3 separate regions of the Zea mays genome follow, and regions 2 and 3 are each linked to region 1. The links are chromatin contacts, called in public Hi-C maps. All regions are on one chromosome and are shown on one strand. The core of a region is the stretch at or near the end of the contact, and the rest is flanking DNA. Distances in the headings are between cores, read along the strand shown. Region 1 holds the start of LOC100383665. Region 2 holds the start of LOC100283996. Region 3 holds the start of LOC103651874.

What was found. A called contact is a pair of places that touch in the nucleus more often than the background predicts.
Region 2: a contact with region 1 is called in a Hi-C map of leaf, with 8 times the contacts expected there. The contact joins the promoter of LOC100283996 here to the promoter of LOC100383665 in region 1. A contact is called at or near these places in 4 of 25 Hi-C or Micro-C datasets (ear, leaf and tassel).
Region 3: a Hi-C map of leaf shows a contact between it and region 1, with 5 times the contacts expected there. The contact joins the promoter of LOC103651874 here to the promoter of LOC100383665 in region 1. A contact is called at or near these places in 2 of 25 Hi-C or Micro-C datasets (leaf and tassel).

What each region holds. Positions count from the first base shown.
Region 1 is chr3:36,201,080-36,204,289 of Zm-B73-REFERENCE-NAM-5.0, reverse strand. It overlaps LOC100383665, which reads left to right and starts at 1,774. Exons shown (of 7, transcript NM_001366830.1): 1 at 1,774-2,438; 2 at 2,968-3,061. The coding sequence starts at 2,218.
Region 2 is chr3:36,493,992-36,497,201 of Zm-B73-REFERENCE-NAM-5.0, reverse strand. It overlaps LOC100283996, which reads left to right and starts at 1,691. Exons shown (of 1, transcript NM_001156894.2): 1 at 1,691-2,545. The coding sequence starts at 1,823. The coding sequence ends at 2,110.
Region 3 is chr3:35,927,825-35,931,034 of Zm-B73-REFERENCE-NAM-5.0, reverse strand. LOC103651874 reads left to right here and starts at 1,768. Exons shown (of 4, transcript XM_020550747.1): 1 at 1,768-1,781; 2 at 1,992-2,189; 3 at 2,302-2,398; 4 at 2,548-2,993. The coding sequence starts at 1,768. The coding sequence ends at 2,922.

The sequences.
Region 1 (3,210 bases), core at 525-3,024:
TTAGAGTATAAAATCAGGATACCTGGCAACAAAGAAATCACTTCGATAGCATATACTAGTTGATATAGTAGTTATATGCATTCTACAACCATAGAACACTTGTCTCTATCTATTGTTGGGGGCTTGTTCTCAAATGCTATAAATCAAGAACAAGACAACACGAAGATGTTAAGTATTAAATACCCTTCGTCCGCTGAAGCATTATCTCCTCGAGGGTTTAATGAACTTCGGACGAAGGATATAAACATAATATAACGAAGGTTACGAAGGAAAAGACCTTCGTTAAGTTGGTAAATGAGTAAACAGAATAAACATATATATAAAGTGCGAAAGTAATAATACCAGCATTATCATCAATACATTTCCATTATTAAATTCATGAAAACGAATTACAAATGTACCTTCAGACTGATGTAAGGCAAAGGTACAAGTCGTGATGCAAAAAGACGTGTGCCCAGTCAGCGTGAACAGTACGAGAGTACTGTTCACCTATTTATAGGCACGGGACGCAGCCCGTGTAAAATTACATTGATGCCCTTTACATTTATCAATAACTCTATAGTAATCCTTCAAGGTCCAATTTGGCTTTTTATCTTTAAGTCGGTTCCTCTTTTCTGCCGTTATGCCGAAGCTTTTCTGCATATGGCTTCATGACCGTCTTATCCTTCGTCATGACCGCTTTTCATTCCAGCTTCGTCTTAAACATGTCCTTGTATATTCGCGACCTGACTCCGAAGGTGCCTGTTCCGAAGGTGTCTGTTCACATTTTACACTTGGAAAACATTGTCAAACTGTGTTTTTGAGGACCTTCGGGAGCCGAAGGCCCCCAACAGTAGCCCCCAACATCTATCTATCCATAACGTGGCCAATCAAGTTAATGGAAAAAATTACTTGAAACATCCGACCACAAATACAAACACGTGGAAATTAGTTAATGGAAAAAACACTAGACACATGCATCCATGGAGCAGGGCATCTATGAATTTCAGAGAGAGACCCAAACAGCTAGGGATGGAGAGAGCAGATGGGCTAATGATTACCTTAGAGAAGGCATAACAGATTCTTTTAGCTGACGGGATACTCGGCCAGATCTGCTTGGGCAGCAAGGAGATGGGTTCCTCGCCCAAAATTTTGTTGCCAAAGAATGCTTGTGGTAGTGATGGGAAGGCACGCGAATCAGTTGTGGTCTAGTGTGGTGCGCGGAATACGGTCGATTTGATGGAAAAACGGTGCGAGGCACCAAAATTTAGGCGCCAATTCTTTGGTTGGGAATGCGGAAGAGGAGAGCAAGTTTGAGGAGAAGAAACACTGGTTTTGGATATGCTTAAATATCAGAATTAATTTAGAAAACGGTTGGATCGTAGTTTTTTTTTAAAGATATACTAAATGGCTAAATCAAAGTTTACTATGTGTTTGGTTGCCTGTATTTGCTGGTGCTTGTATGGCGGGATGCAATGAGCTGATATTTGGTTGTTGTCAACCAGGCTCTACACGTGCGAGGTGTATGTTTGGTTACCTGCGTGTAGATGTGAAACCAGACTCGCACGATACTTAAAAGTACCCTGAACCAAACTCTGCAGAGACGAGTAAATTGGTCGTATCTCTGGAGCCAGGTTCCCGCAATCCTAGCTCATGCAGCTAGGCTACGGGGGAGAAGCCAATCAAACAGGCTTTTTAGATATAGTTGGAGATAGTTTTAGTTCTGACTCTACCTTAACTTTAACTGGCCGTCGATAAAGAGACGACCCAGTCGATGCGACAGCCGCCGGCGCGCGTGACCCACGAAGCAATTTCAAACCCAGCCAGAATCAGGAGCACCGCGTACGCGACGTCGCGGTCGCGGCCCAGCTTCCAGCGCCCGACCCGGCGGGCAAGGCAAGGCAACGAACCAACCTGGATTACTGGATTGTGGCTTGGAAGCTTGCCGCGAGCCCGCGACGACAGACCTTCTTTCGTCCCGTCCTTTCCCCTGCGCGCCGCGAGTGAATTCCGGAATCCCCAATCTATCCGACGCCACACGAAACGAAACACAAGAGAAGAGAATAGAGAGAAGGTCGGAGGGCTAGACCCGGTCCCCCAATTCCAATTCGCCCCTCTCGCGGCCGGCCTCGCGAGACGCCGATTCGGATCCCATCTCCTGCTCAGAGCCTCGATTCGACCGGCGGGGGCGACGATTCGACCGGGTCGGTAGCCAGGCAGAGGCAGCGGAAGGAGAGGATGAGCTTCCAGGACCTGGAGGCGGGGCACGTCCGGGGGGCGCCGCTCGGCGGCGGCCGGAGGAACGGCAGGGGCCCCGCGGGGGCGGGGGGCGCCGGCGCCGGCGCGTCGCAGGCCGTGGCGTCGGGCGTCTTCCAGATCAACACCGCGGTTGCCACGTTCCAGCGCCTCGTCAACACGCTCGGCACGCCCAAGGATACCCCCGACCTCCGCGACAGGATGTACGTCCCGCCTTCCTGCCTTACCTCACCTCCAATCTGTTTTGATTGCCTTGCCTCAACCCCCATCCGTTTTGATTTCGCGGACTCGGTCCGCTCCGGCTTTGATCCGCCTGGCGCCTGTATAATTACGGCTTAGGTTTCGTCCCTGCTATGGATGCATCGATTCCTGTTGCAAGTGGTCGATACTTCGATTACAGTTGCCAGTGGTGGTTGCTTGGGGTTTAATTTTCTCTTATTATTTTTTTAGAGATTGCTTCCGTAAATCGATTTGCTAAGTCCATACGTTATAGCTCTTGATGATGCCTACTTTAGCTGATACTTAGTCATCAGCCATTGAATTGAGCAAATCAAGCCATATGACCTACATGGATTCATTAGGTCATCTGAATCAGTTCTTATGCACCCCTTGCTCATTTTGTGTTATATTTTGAAATTGAATTAGTAGTAACTTCAATTATGCCCAAATATAGGCTAACAAGTTCTAATTGTCTTGATGTGTCTACTGACTATCACCTGCTGTTGATCGCAGACATAAAACACGGCAACACATAACACAACTAGTGAAGGATACATCAGACAAGCTTAAACAAGCTAGCGAGGCGGATCATCGCGTTGAAGTCAGCGTACGTGCCTATCTCTAATTATTGATACATTTTTGTTTTTCCACAACGGTAAAAACCAAATTTCATTATGATAGTATCGAAATTACAAAGTTTTAGAACGTAGCAAACAGAACGAAAGTGAAGTCTCACGACCACCCTGATGCTGCACA
Region 2 (3,210 bases), core at 442-2,941, 290 kb before region 1:
GTGTCTTGTAATCTGCTACAATTAATCCGAAGGAGGGTGGTTGGTTCCACCATAGGTTTTGGTTGGTCGTCACCTAGTTTCGCAGTGGGGTTGACCTCCGCGCTTCTATGGACCTTCCCTAGGATATGGGTGAAAACGGGACGAATACAGCCGGATATAAAGTCATCATCCTGTATCCTACCGGGCAAGGTGAGAGGAAGGGGAGAGGTTTTTTTGTTTTTATATTAAAACCCTAACGAGCGCTTAATAATGGGTCTAAACGTTTTCTATTTTTTTAATGGGTTAAATGAGACTAAATTTAAATACGTTGTGTATTAGATTACTCATTTTCTCATATTATATATATTTATATATTTAAATTTTTAAAATTTGGATTGAAATTTTAAAATAAACCGGTGGTGACGGCTTTGACCTAGTGCGGTGAGTGGCGCCAGGCTGGCACCCGGCACCCATCGTGCCACGCGCCACACTCGTATTGGCAGACCCCCACAGGCACCTCGTCCTCCTGTCCAGCGGCCCCCTGCGGAGTGCGGACGACGCAGTCTGCGGTCGTCCAAGCCGACGCCGACCCAGGCAGATACGACCTGGCCAGCTGACGCCTTGCGCGGCCCGTCGGCCGCCTCCACCAGTCGGCGCCTCGCCCGCACGCACCTTCCCGCCGCGCCAAGGGACAACGGGAACGGGGAGCTTTGCCCTTTCGGCGGAACCAGACTGGTCCGCGGGGCCCCAGCGTGTCTGGACGCCCCGCACGCTGGCCTGACATTTATTATTTTTACCTCAACTTCCCTTGGAAAACCGAGGCGCGCGAGGTTCGCCGCGCCGGCGTCCGGGAGGAAAAAGGTGAAGCAGAGGAGGAAATATCGGCGACGCCGGCGTGTTGGAGCGTGACGTGACTCAATGACGCTCCCCCTCCATTGAGGTCAGTCAGGTCGCGCCGCGCACTCAGTTCGCAGTGGACCTGAGACGTGGCTCGTGGCTCGTGGCCAGCAGACGGCGGCACAATCGATGCGGACGGTGGGATTTTCTTTTTGTAGTTTGGTTGTGAAAAAACAAACTATTAGTACTCCCTCGGCCTACCTAGCGCAGTGGTCGACTTGTATGTAGCCCCCTCGTGCCCACCCACCAACCACGAACGCATACGTTATCCCTCGGCCGACATGCATCATCGAGGAGCCACGAAGTGGAGAATTAGGACTGCTCCACTGCCACCTTCTTTTACCCCTATATTCATACTCTACAAATAGAAAATTAAACATACGGGCAGAGGAGGACGGGGGCTGGAGTAGGCAATTTCGCTCGCTCCTTCCGAGCGGACCCGTCGGCATCGGGCGTTGTCCGTCCCTACGATCCCGTCGCGCAACGCCGGCCGAACGGATGCACAGATCTGCAGCAGCGAGACTTTCCAAACCACGCGACCGTATCGAAGGGTGATGACGACGACGACGACGTCTCGATTACTCAAACACAAGCAGTGAACCCGCGGCGCCGTTTCCTGCCACCGCGCACGTGCCACCGCTTTTGACGCTTTCCCGGTTCCCGAGGCCCGTCGCGATCCGAGAAAAAGCGCGGGGAACCCGGGTGGCCCGTTTGCCTATCGCACCGGCACCAGCCCACCTCCAGCTCCCCCTCCGCCTCCCTCCCAGCCCCCAGGCTCTTCTTTATAAACCCCGCCCCCTCCTCCGCTCTCATCCTCCACCACACCACACCACACCGGCCGGCTCACACGCGCCGCAAAGCAGAGCACGGGGGGCTGAGACCAGAGCAGAGCGGAGCGCCACCAGCCAATCCTTTGCCTGCCCAAGCAGCAGCAGCAGCTGGCCCGATGGCTCTGTCTCTCTCCGGCACCTCCGCCCGCTTCGCCCTCGCGTCGCTGGTCCCCCGGGCCAGGGCCTACGCGGCGTCGGCGGCGTCCGGGGCCATGAGGCGCGCGGCGGAGGGCGCGGCCGCGGGCGAGGCCAAGGAGGCCGGGCGCGCCGCCGCCGCCGCCGCCGAGGGCTCGTGGGTGCCCGACCCCGTCACGGGCCACTACCGCCCCGCCAACTGGGCCGCCGCCGTCGACCCCGCCGACCTCCGCGCCGCGCACCTCGCCCGCACCTACGCCCGGGCCTGAGCGGCCCCGGCTCCCTTCACCCTGCTCCGCCTCGTCTCGTATGACATACGCGCACCGTACCAGGGTGAGACGAGGTGGGGGCTGGGGGTTCGTGTGGCGAACGGCGTGTTGAGCCACGCGCGCGTGCGGCCGCGCTCTGCGACGCCCGGAACGTTCTTGGGAGAGCGCGAGCGAGGTCTTCTGTCTTCTCGGTGCGGGTCGCTGTGCCATGAGATGTGACGCTGGGTCGTTTTGGGTCCGACCAACGGGAGAAGAGCGGCCTGTGGTCGGTGGTCGCCGCCGTGTGTGGGCTGGATGGCCTGCTCTCTTGTGCTCCTCCTATATATCAGATGTACTTCCTCCGAGGAGCAGGGTTTCGCCCTTTCGCTACCTTTTCGTACTCGCTAGTCGCTACAGCTACAGCTAGTACGTACTATACTATACTAATAAAAGCTACAGTTTCTTCCGGTTCTTGTCCTACCTTTCACGTCATCTCGATTACGTGGTGAACTTGTATGCAGTATGCTGTATTTTTTTCATCGGACAAAATATATCTTTTTTTATTGAACATAAACGAGCGGAAAGGTGGTGTTTATCCCTGTATAAACAAGCAGTAGTGGTTAGGGCTGGACGAAAAACACGTAGCTCGTTAACTCGCTCGATTCGATTTGATAGTGGTTCGACTCGACTCGTTTATAATTTGTAACGAGTTGAGCTTGTATTAACGAGCCAGATCGAACTGGCTCACGAGCTGACTCGCGAGCCAAACGAGTTGAAGTAATTAGTCAAATCACAATAATCTCCGATCCAAAATAGTTAATCTTGTACTCTACTATAGTTAATTTTGTTCTTTGTTGAGTGTGAAATATTAAGTTGCAAAATCTATTCTTTTTTCTAAATAGATCTCCTTTTCTTTTGCTACATGATTTTATATCTGTTCGTAGACACTAGACATGGTATTATCGAGCTGGCTCGCGAGCTAAATGAGCCAGCTCGAGTTGTCAAATGAGTCGAGCCGAGTTAGATCTTTAGCTCGTTAACATAACGAGTCGAGCCGAGCCAGCTCAATATCCACCCCTAGTAGTGGTGTACAGTATTGCTACAGCGAGAACCCCTACAGA
Region 3 (3,210 bases), core at 519-3,018, 270 kb after region 1:
CGTTTGGCTAACCGTGTATTGTACACGCATTGTTAGAGCATCTGAGTCCTAAACGGAGTTGTAGGACATCAAAAACTTGCTTTAATAGGGTTCTATTTTACAAAAAAAAAATATATAGGAAATATTAAATAAATATAGGACTCAGTCTATCAGATCCTAAGTATAAGATCTCGTATGTTCGAGCACTTTTTTATGCTTCTAAACACTTTAAATTAGATCCTACTTTAAATTTTAGGACGCCGATGTAGGACTACTGGTTGGAGACGCTTTTAACAATTACACCCGTCACTATAAGGAAAATGGCCAAAATAACTTTTATTCATATGCCGTAAAAAATAACCTTATTTTTGGTGACCGACACCAACCCATAGAAAAATAAATTTGTTATTATCAGTGGTTAGGTATCAGCCATAAAAAATAAGCTTATTATTTTTTGTGGCCAGGCATCAGCCGATAAAAATAAGCATTTATTTTCAATAGCTGACATGTGCCCACCAGAAATTAGTGTTGAGGAAAAGGGTTTCATTGAGGGTTGATTTGGTGACAAAGGGATCCCGAGAGGATTGGAGGGGATCGAGGGGGAAATGAACTAATTTCCCTTTAATCCCCTCCGATCCTCCCGGGATCTTGGATCACCAAATCAGCCCTGAAGGTCCTCGAATTATCAGATTCTGTTGTCCTAAGACTTTTTCAGGAACAAAGGCAAGCGTCGACTGAAAGCTTCGGTAAACGAAGGGAGAGAGAAACAGCTTCGTCATTAAGGAGGGCTTATCGCTGAAGTCTAGAGTCAACACACCTGAATCTCGTACAAGCTCAGATACTACTTAAGCTCAGATACAAAGTAGTGGCAAAGGAATACAGAAGCGACGTGCATAACACGTTTCTTAGAGGAAAAAACAGAAACACCCCGCGAACTTAATAGACTCCGTGTATATACATTGTGTTATTAATGTAATTTTATATAAAGTTGTACATCATCATATCCATATAAATAATTGAACAGTATGCGAGCACAAGAGATTTTAAATGTTTACTCTTCAAAGCTCCCTGTACACATTCATCTTTCGCGAGTATTCCAAAGATATCTTTGCAATTATAGAGCGCTAAATGGGTCATGCCTAACGGGCCAGCCCGAAGCACGACCCGTTTAATAGTGTCGAGCCGGGCCCAACACGAGAATCGTGTTGTTCTTGGGCCGCTGCCTCGGCCTGCACGACGCGGCACAATTATATATATTTTATTTTATAAAACATAGTATATATATATTTACATTTTATATTTGCTATTTACAACAAATACACTAGAGTTCTACTTGTTAGTCTCCATCCCCACTCACACACAGTTTTTTGTTATTTTTCTTGATTTAATGGGAGAACGTGGCCGGTTAACCGGACGTCCGACACGACTAACATGCCGACGTGCCGTGCCTGTGCTGCGGCACGCGGAATGGCCGGGCACGCCCCAATTATCCGTCGGGCCTAACGGACCCGTGCCGGACCGGGCCGCCCGTTTGGGCACCTATATTTGCAATCGACTGTGTTGTCCTGTTTTGATGATCTTCTGCGGGAGCTTCTGGTGAATTCACGACCAACCAAAACCATCATGCCTCCAAAATCCAAATAGAACAGGGCTGGTAATACCAGCTCCACTTTCGTTTCACAAAGACCAGGCTCAATTCGAAGGTGTTCAGCCTTCTGAAGATTATGACCGAAAAAGGGGAAATACGAAAGTCACAAGTCCACCACCATACGATCAGGGAAATGCGTCATGGCGAAAGAGAGGTAAAATAAAAGATGGTCTTGGACTCCTCTGAACCTGCCTGTATCTCTCATGCGCTCTGGTCACAGGTTGGTTGGCCTGCCGCCCTGCCCACCAAGGAAACCAGCACCCAACCAGAGCCGCGGAGCTTGAGAAACTATCGTGCATTCACGCATCGTCGACGACCGGGCGAACGCGACGCAAGATTAGCAAAGTTGCATATATATATATAGCTCGTCGATCTTAAAGTTCTTCCTCGTACATACGGGCGGCGCCGACGACGTCGAGAGGGAGAGTTTAAACTGTCGGGATCGAGACTATGGCATCCGTTTGCAGCAGGCCGCCGTTTTCGTTCCTGGCAGCGGCGTGCATCGCCTGCTTTATTTGCTGCTTCCTGATCCGGCTCCCAGCTGCCTGCTGCAGCTCAGCAGGTCCCCGTTTCTTCGCCTGCTCTGCTCTCAAGTCCTCGCACATACGTCACGGTTCCATGTTGCTCATCACTGCACTGGTACGTACGTACGTGCGGAACTCATGCATATGCAGAATTGCAGATGGAGGAGCAGCAGCAGCGTTCCACGGCCAGAAGACAGACGCCGCGAGCATAGTCGGGAGAGCCCTGTCCTGCTTCAACGATCGCTACGTGAGTGTGCATATGTGTATATATACATACTCGTCGCGTCTAGCTTATCGTAGTTTTGGGCTATCCCACGCTCTTGTCATGATCAATATATATGGCGAGCATACGTACTGAACGCCCTTGCTGCTCACTGCGTGCCATATGATGCCAAGATCTACAGCGGGTGCCAGGGCGCGCTCCGGCTGGGCCCCGAGGGCGCGCTGGACGTGCCGCCGGGGTCGGTGGACGCCTTCTGCGGCGGGCCGTGCCTGGTGGAGACGCACCTCGTGCTGCGCTGCGTCGACGACGGCATCGTGGCCGGCTTCCGCTTCTACAACGGCGCCTCCGCCGCCGACGTCCGCCTCGTGCTCGCCCGCGGGTGGTGCGGCCGCTCCGGCCTCCGGGGCGACTTCGACGACGTGCTGCAGCGCCTCGGAGGCGACGGGCACTTGTACGGCCGCGGGAGCGACGCCCGCGTCAGCAGCCTGGCGCAAGCGATGCCGCTGCTGCTGAGTGCGGCCGCTGCTGTCGTCCTCGTATGGACGTGAGCGCGTACGTGGAAGTAACCGTGTGTAGTAGGGACCATATTATATATATAGCAGGATGTCAGTAAAAACAACTTCGGTTGCCGCAGCCCGCGCAGGCAGGCGGTAGTATACTACGGGGTGTACAGGGAAAAAAATTTTGTGGAGCCGGCAGCAAATCAGAAGGTTTGCAGCTCCTCACAGAAAAAGAGTATAGATCCCTCCTGCAGCGCCTCGGCGGCGACGGGCACTTGTACGGCCCCGGGAGCGACGCCCGCGTCAGCAGCCTGGCGCAAGCGATGCCGCCGCTGC